Linked DNA regions of Mus musculus: region 2 is linked to region 1. Evidence: chromatin contacts called from public HiChIP or PLAC-seq data. All regions are on one chromosome and are shown on one strand. The core of a region is the stretch at or near the end of the contact, and the rest is flanking DNA. Distances in the headings are between cores, read along the strand shown. Region 1 overlaps Dcdc5 (doublecortin domain containing 5). Region 2 holds the start of Mpped2 (metallophosphoesterase domain containing 2).

Evidence for each region. HiChIP or PLAC-seq counts read pairs in DNA pulled down with a chosen protein or histone mark.
Region 2: an H3K4me3 HiChIP or PLAC-seq map of embryonic limb bud shows a contact between it and region 1, with 4 times the contacts expected there. The contact joins the promoter of Mpped2 here to the enhancer-like site in region 1. A contact is called at or near these places in 6 of 39 promoter capture datasets (cranial neural crest, embryonic stem cells, frontonasal cranial neural crest and 3 more), 22 of 484 Hi-C or Micro-C datasets (cerebellar granule neurons, cerebellum, cerebral cortex and 12 more) and 13 of 115 datasets of contacts at active chromatin or transcription factors (astrocytes, craniofacial prominence, embryonic basal ganglia and 8 more).

What each region holds. Positions count from the first base shown.
Region 1 is chr2:106,353,965-106,358,000 of GRCm38.p6, reverse strand. Dcdc5 (doublecortin domain containing 5) reads right to left here. Exons shown (of 24, transcript NM_177844.2): 12 at 813-971. Among named protein-coding and RNA genes, the nearest start is that of Gm36036, 54 kb to the left of the region's middle. Within about 2 kb of position 1,935, at least 17 of the 459 cell types and tissues checked have an H3K27ac peak or open chromatin away from gene starts, as enhancers often do. A contact at or near this core is called in embryonic limb bud, where this site is marked.
Region 2 is chr2:106,690,841-106,694,876 of GRCm38.p6, reverse strand. Mpped2 (metallophosphoesterase domain containing 2) reads right to left here and starts at 1,696. Exons shown (of 7, transcript NM_001143683.2): 1 at 1,056-1,696.

The DNA.
Region 1 (4,036 bases), core at 686-3,185:
AGAGGAAGTATGCAGGGTGGAAACAGAAAAATAATGGTGTTCTGTGCAAGCAGAAATATTTTTCCTTCTGTCACTTCTGGGTTCTGGGCTCCAAAGTTTCTAGTAAAGAATTATCATAAGAGAATAAGGATATACCAGGAAGTTCATTTAAGTAAATCTCTTCCTTAAGGACATTAAAATATTAAGCAGATATGTGACACAGTATAAATATCAGTCTACACTGACATTTTAATCTAAGTTGCTTCATTAAAGCCCCTGTTCTGTGCATGCTCAAATGCTAACTGCTAAATGTGTGGAATGGTTTAACTCACGTATGCTAGTAACCACTATAATGTTAAGCAAAATTCTAAAGATGAAAAATTACAACACATGTTATATCCCTAACATTTCACTGGGTCAGGAACAGAAAAAAAAATGCTTAAAAGGAAAAATTGTATTTTCTTAGATTCTTAAGGGAATTGGAGGCACCTTACTATAGTGTTCAGGCATTTATCCACACATGCATTCAATGAATATAAAGCTTTGAATTCTGTTCCAAGTTCTCAGGACTCACAGGTGGATGAAACTACTGTTTGGTAGAAAGAGTGTATCACATCACATACCAAGACCCTGCTCAGGATGAGCTGAAGGGTAAAGAGCCTCCCCTTCCCTCTAGTCCCAGATGCTTTGATCAGTATCACAAGACAAAAATGTACATGCTGGCACACACAGTAGCAAATCAAAGTAAAAATGTTAAGGAATGTACTTGTACCAGCATGAGGGAGTCCAAGGCCAGACAGACTCCACCAACAGAAATCCCTTGCACATTTTACCTGTGTTTCTTTGGGGGCTGCACATTTTCAAAGAGCTCTTTCTCTGCTTTCTTTGGAAGACTGCCATCAGCAGCAAGGTTGTACGAAGGGTCCTGCCAAGCATACTTGAGCGTCCTGCGACAGGCTTCCATGCGGAGGTGGGCTCTTGCATGAGAATCTCTGTTAAGATGCGGGAGCAAGGTCAAGGCTAAGAATGCTGATGTGTGTTCACGGGGTCTCCATGTGCAGCCTGACCACAGCCTACAGGATACTGGTGCTTCTGTAAATCACATTTTCACAGGGGTGTCTAGATTTGGAAAGCCATTCCTCACTAGTACACAATTTAGATCTTTTAGTAGAGGCCTACAAATAAAATTCCTCAATCATATAATAAACAACATGCATTTTTGCTATTTTGGTTTTGAAAAGCGGATCCATATATTATATTGAAAAGTTATATTAAGACCATTAAACAATTTCAACAATTCATAATGAACATGAAATGACACTCCTAATACCAGGGTAAAGTAGGTCATAGTTCTGCCAGAAGCAGTATAGTCCAGATGACTGAGTGGCATGTGTTATAGATGTTAAAAAATCTTATTCTCAGCAGAGGAATCTAAAGTGACTTAAAGCACAGCTGCACACGTGCTTTTTAATTGAGAAAATTACATGGAAACTCTAGAATATAATAGTGATAGTTTAGATGCTTAAGACACAGATGGGTGAGGTAGCGCACACTGTTCAGACCCACGGATTCTAAGCTCCAGGTTGCTGTTAGAAAAGCCTTGCTTTGAGTGGGACTTGGAAGCAGCATTATAAAGACTGTTTTGCCAAGGGTGGGATAAACACACAGGCAAAGCAGCAAGTGTACCTCAGGCCCAGCAAGCTACTGGGTAAATAGTGTTCCTTCTCTGGGGAATACTGTAGGCACTTGAGTGGTGGTGATAATTTGATGTAACTGCGAGCATTATGAAATGAGCAGAGTCTTCCAGGGCAACTCTGCTGCTAACACATGTGGCTGTGCACTTATCAGGGGCCAGGGCCAGCGCTGCTTATGGATATAAGATTGGAGTGTAGCCAAGGCCTCCTGAGCACAGGCAGCTTCCCACGCCACCTATTCCCAGTGGTTGAAAATACACCAGTGCCATCTTGTGTTGGAAATAGAAAGCACAGCCCTGTCACCCTCACCCTACTTGCAATTAATTCACCAGCCTTTGATATTCCTGGTAAGTCAAATGTAGTCAAGTCAGTTTTTAAGGAGCCTTTAAAAAATTATCTTGTTTAAATAATTAACTAACCAAATTGCTAATTTATCAGCTGCATCTCCATTAGTTACACATTCCTTTAATCAATATTTATCTAGCTTCTACTGTATGCGAGGTATAGAATTCTTTGTGTGGGGTACAGCAATAAACAGGACAATGATGCTCACATTGTGTTGGTAAGAAGAAAGATAATAGACAAGGACATGAGTGGCCACAGCTAGTGCTCCCCCACCCCCATGGAAGAACACAGCATACGGCAGGGAGAGTCACTGCCATGGGATCTGCTGTATTCTGAGACCTCTCAGAAGCTACACTAAAACAGAGGCCTGGGAAGAAATCCCCTAGACGAGGCAGAACACTCTAGTCAGAACCAAAGGCAAACAAGCAAAGGAGCAAATGGAGAATTCACCTGACTCACTGGAGGGAGAGTAAGATGCTGATGTGACAGGGTGAGTGGTTAGGGAGGAAGGGCCACACAGGGCTCAGAAGTCACAAAGGGACAATCTCTGCAATGTTGAGAAAATGAGAAGGCCATTCCCAAAGTCTGTGCTCTGAGTTTGCCTCCCATCAGCAGGGATGGGACCAGTGCCCAGGCTCACCCAGATCCTAACAGGCTTTGCCACCCATCTCCCCACAGAGCCCAGTGATGAAAACGGCTCATCCTTTAGCCCTGAAATCATACATACAAGTAGCATATGGATCAAGCAAGTTATACTTAGGGACATCCATGTACATACATATGCTCTTGTGATAGTGAAAACAGAAAGAGGCCCTGGGTTTGAAGGAGAGTAAGGAGGGACATTTGGGAGAGCCTGAATGAAGGAAAGGGAAGGGGGTAATGACGTAATTAAATTATAATCTCATTAGAAAAGAAAGAAGGATCTCTTGTGGATTTATGTCCTCAGAGTGTGCTCCACGGATGTCCTTCCTTAAGTCACCTCAAGCCGCCCTTGCTAGGTCCTCTATATATACAGACTGAAGGACTCCAGAGAAACTGCACGGTGACTTCTAACATAGAGTTTTCCCAGCAAAGACACACTACCAGCCGAGAAGGAAGAACATAAGAGAGGACATGGGACATGGAACATAAGTGAAGGACATGGGACATGGAAGCCAAGGAGGTGGGAACAAGGTGGTTAGACTAGAGCAGAAGAGCATTAAAAGGGCAATAAGGGAGGGGCAAACAAGAGTAACAGATGAAAGTATGGAAAGTCTGGAGCCAAACCCATGACTTTTCATGAAAACAAAAAATAAATTGAAAAAAAAAGCATTTAAATGACTAAAGAAGGCGATCTGCTCAGACATGGTTCAAGGAACTAGTGAAAATGGTGTCCAGAAGACAACTGGGTCCCCTCCCCTGTGAGTCAGGACTCAGGCCTGTTGGCGAGTTCAGCATGGAAGCATGCACAAGGGACAGAGATTTTCTTTCTTTTTTTTTTCTTTCCATTTTTTATTAGGTATTTAGCTCATTTACATTTCCAATGCTATACCAAAAGTCCCCCATACCCACCCACCCCCACTCCCCTACCCGCCCACTCCCCTTTTTTGGCCCTGGCGTTCCCCTGTTCTGGGGCATATAAAGTTTGTGTGTCCAATGGGCCTCTCTTTCCAGTGATGGCCGACTAGGCCATCCTTTGATACATATGCAGCTAGAGTCAAGAGCTCCGGGGTACTGGTTAGTTCATAATGTTGATCCACCTATAGGGCTGCAGATCCCTTTAGCTCCTTGGGTACTTTCTCTAGCTCCTCCATTGGGAGCCCTGTGATCCATCCATTAGCTGACTGTGGGCATCCACTTCTGTGTTTGCTAGGCCCCGGCATAGTCTCACAAGAGACAGCTACATCTGGGTCGTTTTGATAAAATCTTGCTAGTGTATGCAATGGTGTCAGCGTTTGGATGCTGATTATGGGGTGGATCCCTGGATATGGCAGTCTCTACATGGTCCATCCTTTCATCTCAGCTCCAAACTTTGTCTC
Region 2 (4,036 bases), core at 447-2,946, 340 kb before region 1:
TTTTCATGACCCGCATTCACTCTTAATTCCGGGTGTGTTGTGGGGTGCGCTATAAATCAACCCCACTGCTTATCTTTCCGTGCTCTTTTCTTGCTGGGGGATTTCAATGCCCTCTCGAACCTCTAGGTTAAAAAAAAAAAAATGCTCCCTTCACCTCCTAGGCCGCAAAAGCCCGAAATTCAAAAGATTTTAAAAGAGAATCTTGCCACATGTAAATGTAAATAGGGTTGGGGGGTAAAGGGGGAGATCCACACAACTACTGCTTAGGTAGAAAAGAAACTGGGCGGCTACGGTTACTTTTCCACGCTGCCGTACCCCGCCTCCCAGCCCTCTCGCTCGGCAGGCAGCAATCGCCGAGACCGGAGAGTAAGGTCCGGGCGCGGGGGCTGGCGGAGAGCTCCGCGCTGGAGCGCTGCGCGCGCGGGCGGCCGGAGCACAAAGCTGCACCGAGCCGTCCGGCCACTGCACCTGGCCCCGGGCCGCCGCGGGCGCACAGGGCTCGGGCCAACACAATGCACCCGGGCCTAGGCCGGGGCAGCTGCGGCGCACGACCCTGGGACTTTCTAGTAAACAGATCTCGGACTCCCGGGCCCCACCCCCATCCCTTGCCCCGGGGCTTTGCCGCAGGCTTTCGCGGACAACCCCCTCCCCCTGCCGCCACCACCTTCCTGAGAAACCCGGCGGAGGAGGGGGCAGGGAGGTGGGGACCCCGAGAGGTCCGTGGCCGAGGGCTGGGGGGAAGGGAGAACAGGGGGCGAGATGGGGAGTGGGAAGAAGGACAGCTACGTAAAGAAATTCGCTCTCGCTTGTTGGGGGCTTCGGGGGAGACAAATCTGCTCTCCCCGGGTCCTCGAGTGTTCAGTCGGCCAACCTCAGGGTCGGCGGGGCCGCCGCGCTCCGCAGCCCCCGCGCCCTCGCACGCGCCTCTGACAAGGCACCTCTCACCCGGGCTCCGCTTTGTGTGTGCATTTTTTTTTCCCCTTCCTCTCGCGCCCGGCACCGGCCGCCTCCTCCCCCCTCCCCCGCCCTCCGCCTCCCTTCCCCGGGCGGATTACCTTTCCCGGGCTGCGCTCCGGGTCCCCGGGATGCCTTCAGCGCCCGGTGTGCGGGCGAGCCATCGCCAAGCAACCCGAGCCGGCTTGGAGCAGCGCTGGGGGCGGCAGGGGCGAGGGGCGCGGGCGGGCCAGAACCTTCGACCCCGGAGGTCCCCGCCGCCGATCCAGGGCCTGGGAGGGCAGCACAGGGGCGCGGTGCGAGCGGGACGCGGGGTCGCTGCGTGGGGAGGTGGAGAGGACCGGAGCAGCCTCGATCTGGGAAGAGAAGGAGCGAGGGGGCGAGGAGAGGCAGCGAGGGCGCGGCGAGCGAAGGGAGCGCGAGCGGTGCAGTGACAGGGACTGCCACTGGGGTCAAAGGAGCACAGCTCCAGGAAGCAGGGCCGCCCAGGCGCCGCTTGCTGTGAGCTCCCCGCTGGGACCCCGCGCCCTGCACGCCCCTGCCGTAGTTCCGGCCCACTCGAACCCCCCACCCACGCCCCGAGGCCGCGGGGTTTCCAGGAGAGGAGGGAGAGCGGAGGGCGAGGCCCGCAGGCTGCTGGTGCTCCCTGGGTCAAGCAGGCGGCAGGAAGCTGAGCTGCAAGTTCACCATCGTGTGTGATCAGCGTTAAAATGATAGGGGTCGGGGAGATGGGGGCGGGCCACTGAGCGCCAGGAAAATAAGGGAGCCCCCCAGATGGTCGTCTTCTGCAAAGAGAACACCAAGCCCCCGCCCCCCACTCATGAACCTGCCAGGCTCTGTCAGAGGTCCTGGCACAGCTCCAAAGCGCAGAACTCGCTGCAGGGGCAGGAGGAGCGACTGGGGCACTAAGATCTCACAAGAGGGGCGACCCCAGGGTCCCTCCACACTGCTGAACTGAGACTTTCCTATGGGGTATCAAGGCTTCCCTCTCCTAAACCCTCTCATAGAGCCAGAGGCACACACACCCCACTTTGGCTCTGTAATGTTGTTCCTGAGAAAGAAAAGGCCAACCCAGCTGGTGTTTTTTCACCTTCAAGAATTAAGACAGGTTCAGGATAAGAAGGTGAAGTCAGGCAAAGGCTTTAATTGTTTCCGCACCCACACCCCCGCGCCCCTTTGAATCACATTCTCCCTTTCCCAAAGACACGCTCTTCAAATAAATAAATAAATAAATAAATCGAAGTTACTCCAATTTTCTCTGCTACTTTGGAAACCTGGCGGGGAAGGGGAGCGGAACACTAGGATTTGTATGCAAAAGGAGGGCGGGGTAAGGATAGGAAAAGCCGCTGAAATGGTGGGACAGACGGCTTTTTAGAAAACTTGGTTGGCACGGCTGTCTGAAAGATGAGGTGGCCCTGTGATGTTATGCCACTGTCAGAGCCGAAGGATTTGGACGGCGACCAGATCTAATTCCTTTCTAGGAGTCAGATTCAAAAAAAAAAAAAAAAAAAAAAAAAAAAAAAGAAGAAGAAGAAGAAAGAAGAAAAGAAAAGAAAATCTGCATTCTCCGAAGGGAACACCAATGTATGTGCACGAGAGTGAAACCTGTGCTTTGTATACTACATGACAACTGACTAGACGTCCTGGCTGAAATTATATCCCCTAAAATTAAAAAGGAGCCGTTTCAACCTGGCCTGTAGCCTCTGTGCTGAGACTAATTGGTTTCCAAGGTCTGGAAAGGAAGGGAGAGAGGCAGAAGGAGCCCCTTATTTAAAGAAAAAAAAAAAAAAGATCAAACGGAATTCGCTTGAAAATATTTCCCTTTTACAATGGACTTTCCTGACACTTGAATTTTAAGTAGTCCATCTCTTCTGCTCAGGATGCAGAAATGAAGGGGAAATGGGCTTACTGATGTACTTTCATTGTATAGTGTGCCCAGAGTGTCAGTGCTTGCCTGATGGGCTGAGGGGAAAGGACAGTGCCTTCTCTGGCCAAGCACAAATCACAGCAAGTGACACTGACATTAAAGGATGCCAAAGATGAGGTGAAGGGGCAGTTTCATATTTTGCTGTCTTTTGGTTTTCAGCCCAACCATGAACACTGACTAGAAACTTGTTCTTTTAAGTTATTAGATTTTGTCTCCCAGAAGAGTTAGCAATACACTCCTCTTTTGTAAACAGTTTGAATTTTAAGACTAATTAGACTGATTTGATCAGTCTAATATCACTGTGCACTAACCCCCCCCCCCCACACACACACACACTGAATCGTTACTTGAAACAGTCATACTAATTTAATATGGTTTGAGATCTAAATATGGGCACACTGACTATAAATAACAATGTGCTCTGTTTTACAGGCACATTTTAAAGGATATTTAATGTGATTAAAAATCAAGTGTGTGGTTCTTTACAAAGTTGGTGGGAATTTGTATCATTTTTTGAGTAGGAGAAACTGAGGAAAATAATATTTAAAACAAAATTTCAATATAAGAAGAAAACCAAACTTACTGGGTCCCTGCTTATAAATAATTAATTATCCAGCAATGACCAACTTGTACCTGGGTTGATAAGTTTTATTTCCATTAGGCTGTTAAAGCCAAACTTGTTCAAACAAAACCAAAAAAAAACTGGAGAAATGTAAATGAATTTAAGCAGTAAGTCAGGAACAAGAGGAAGTCACTTTTCAAATAATTTTCAGTAAGTGGATTTGAACTCCCAAATTGAGATATTATCCACAAGTAGAGGTACATACTCTAAAAGCTTACTTTCAAAATGATCGGATGCAGACCACATGCATTTCCTGATACTCACTGTAAATCCCTGCAAATATCTCCTCAGAATACATTTAGGGAAGAAAATGAGGGAGACTGGCAGAAGTTTAGATAGAAGCTTAGAAGCAAATGACGCTTCCCCTAAATGTTCAGTGCTTTGTTGGAATTCACGCTCAGCCTCCTGTAAGAGAGACTCCTGGAACAGAGCACACTAAAGCCAAGGTTAGTCCTACAACTCTTTAAAGGAATACAATCATTAACTCTCTTTGGATAATGAAATTATGTGAATCTCATGAAAAAAAAAAAACC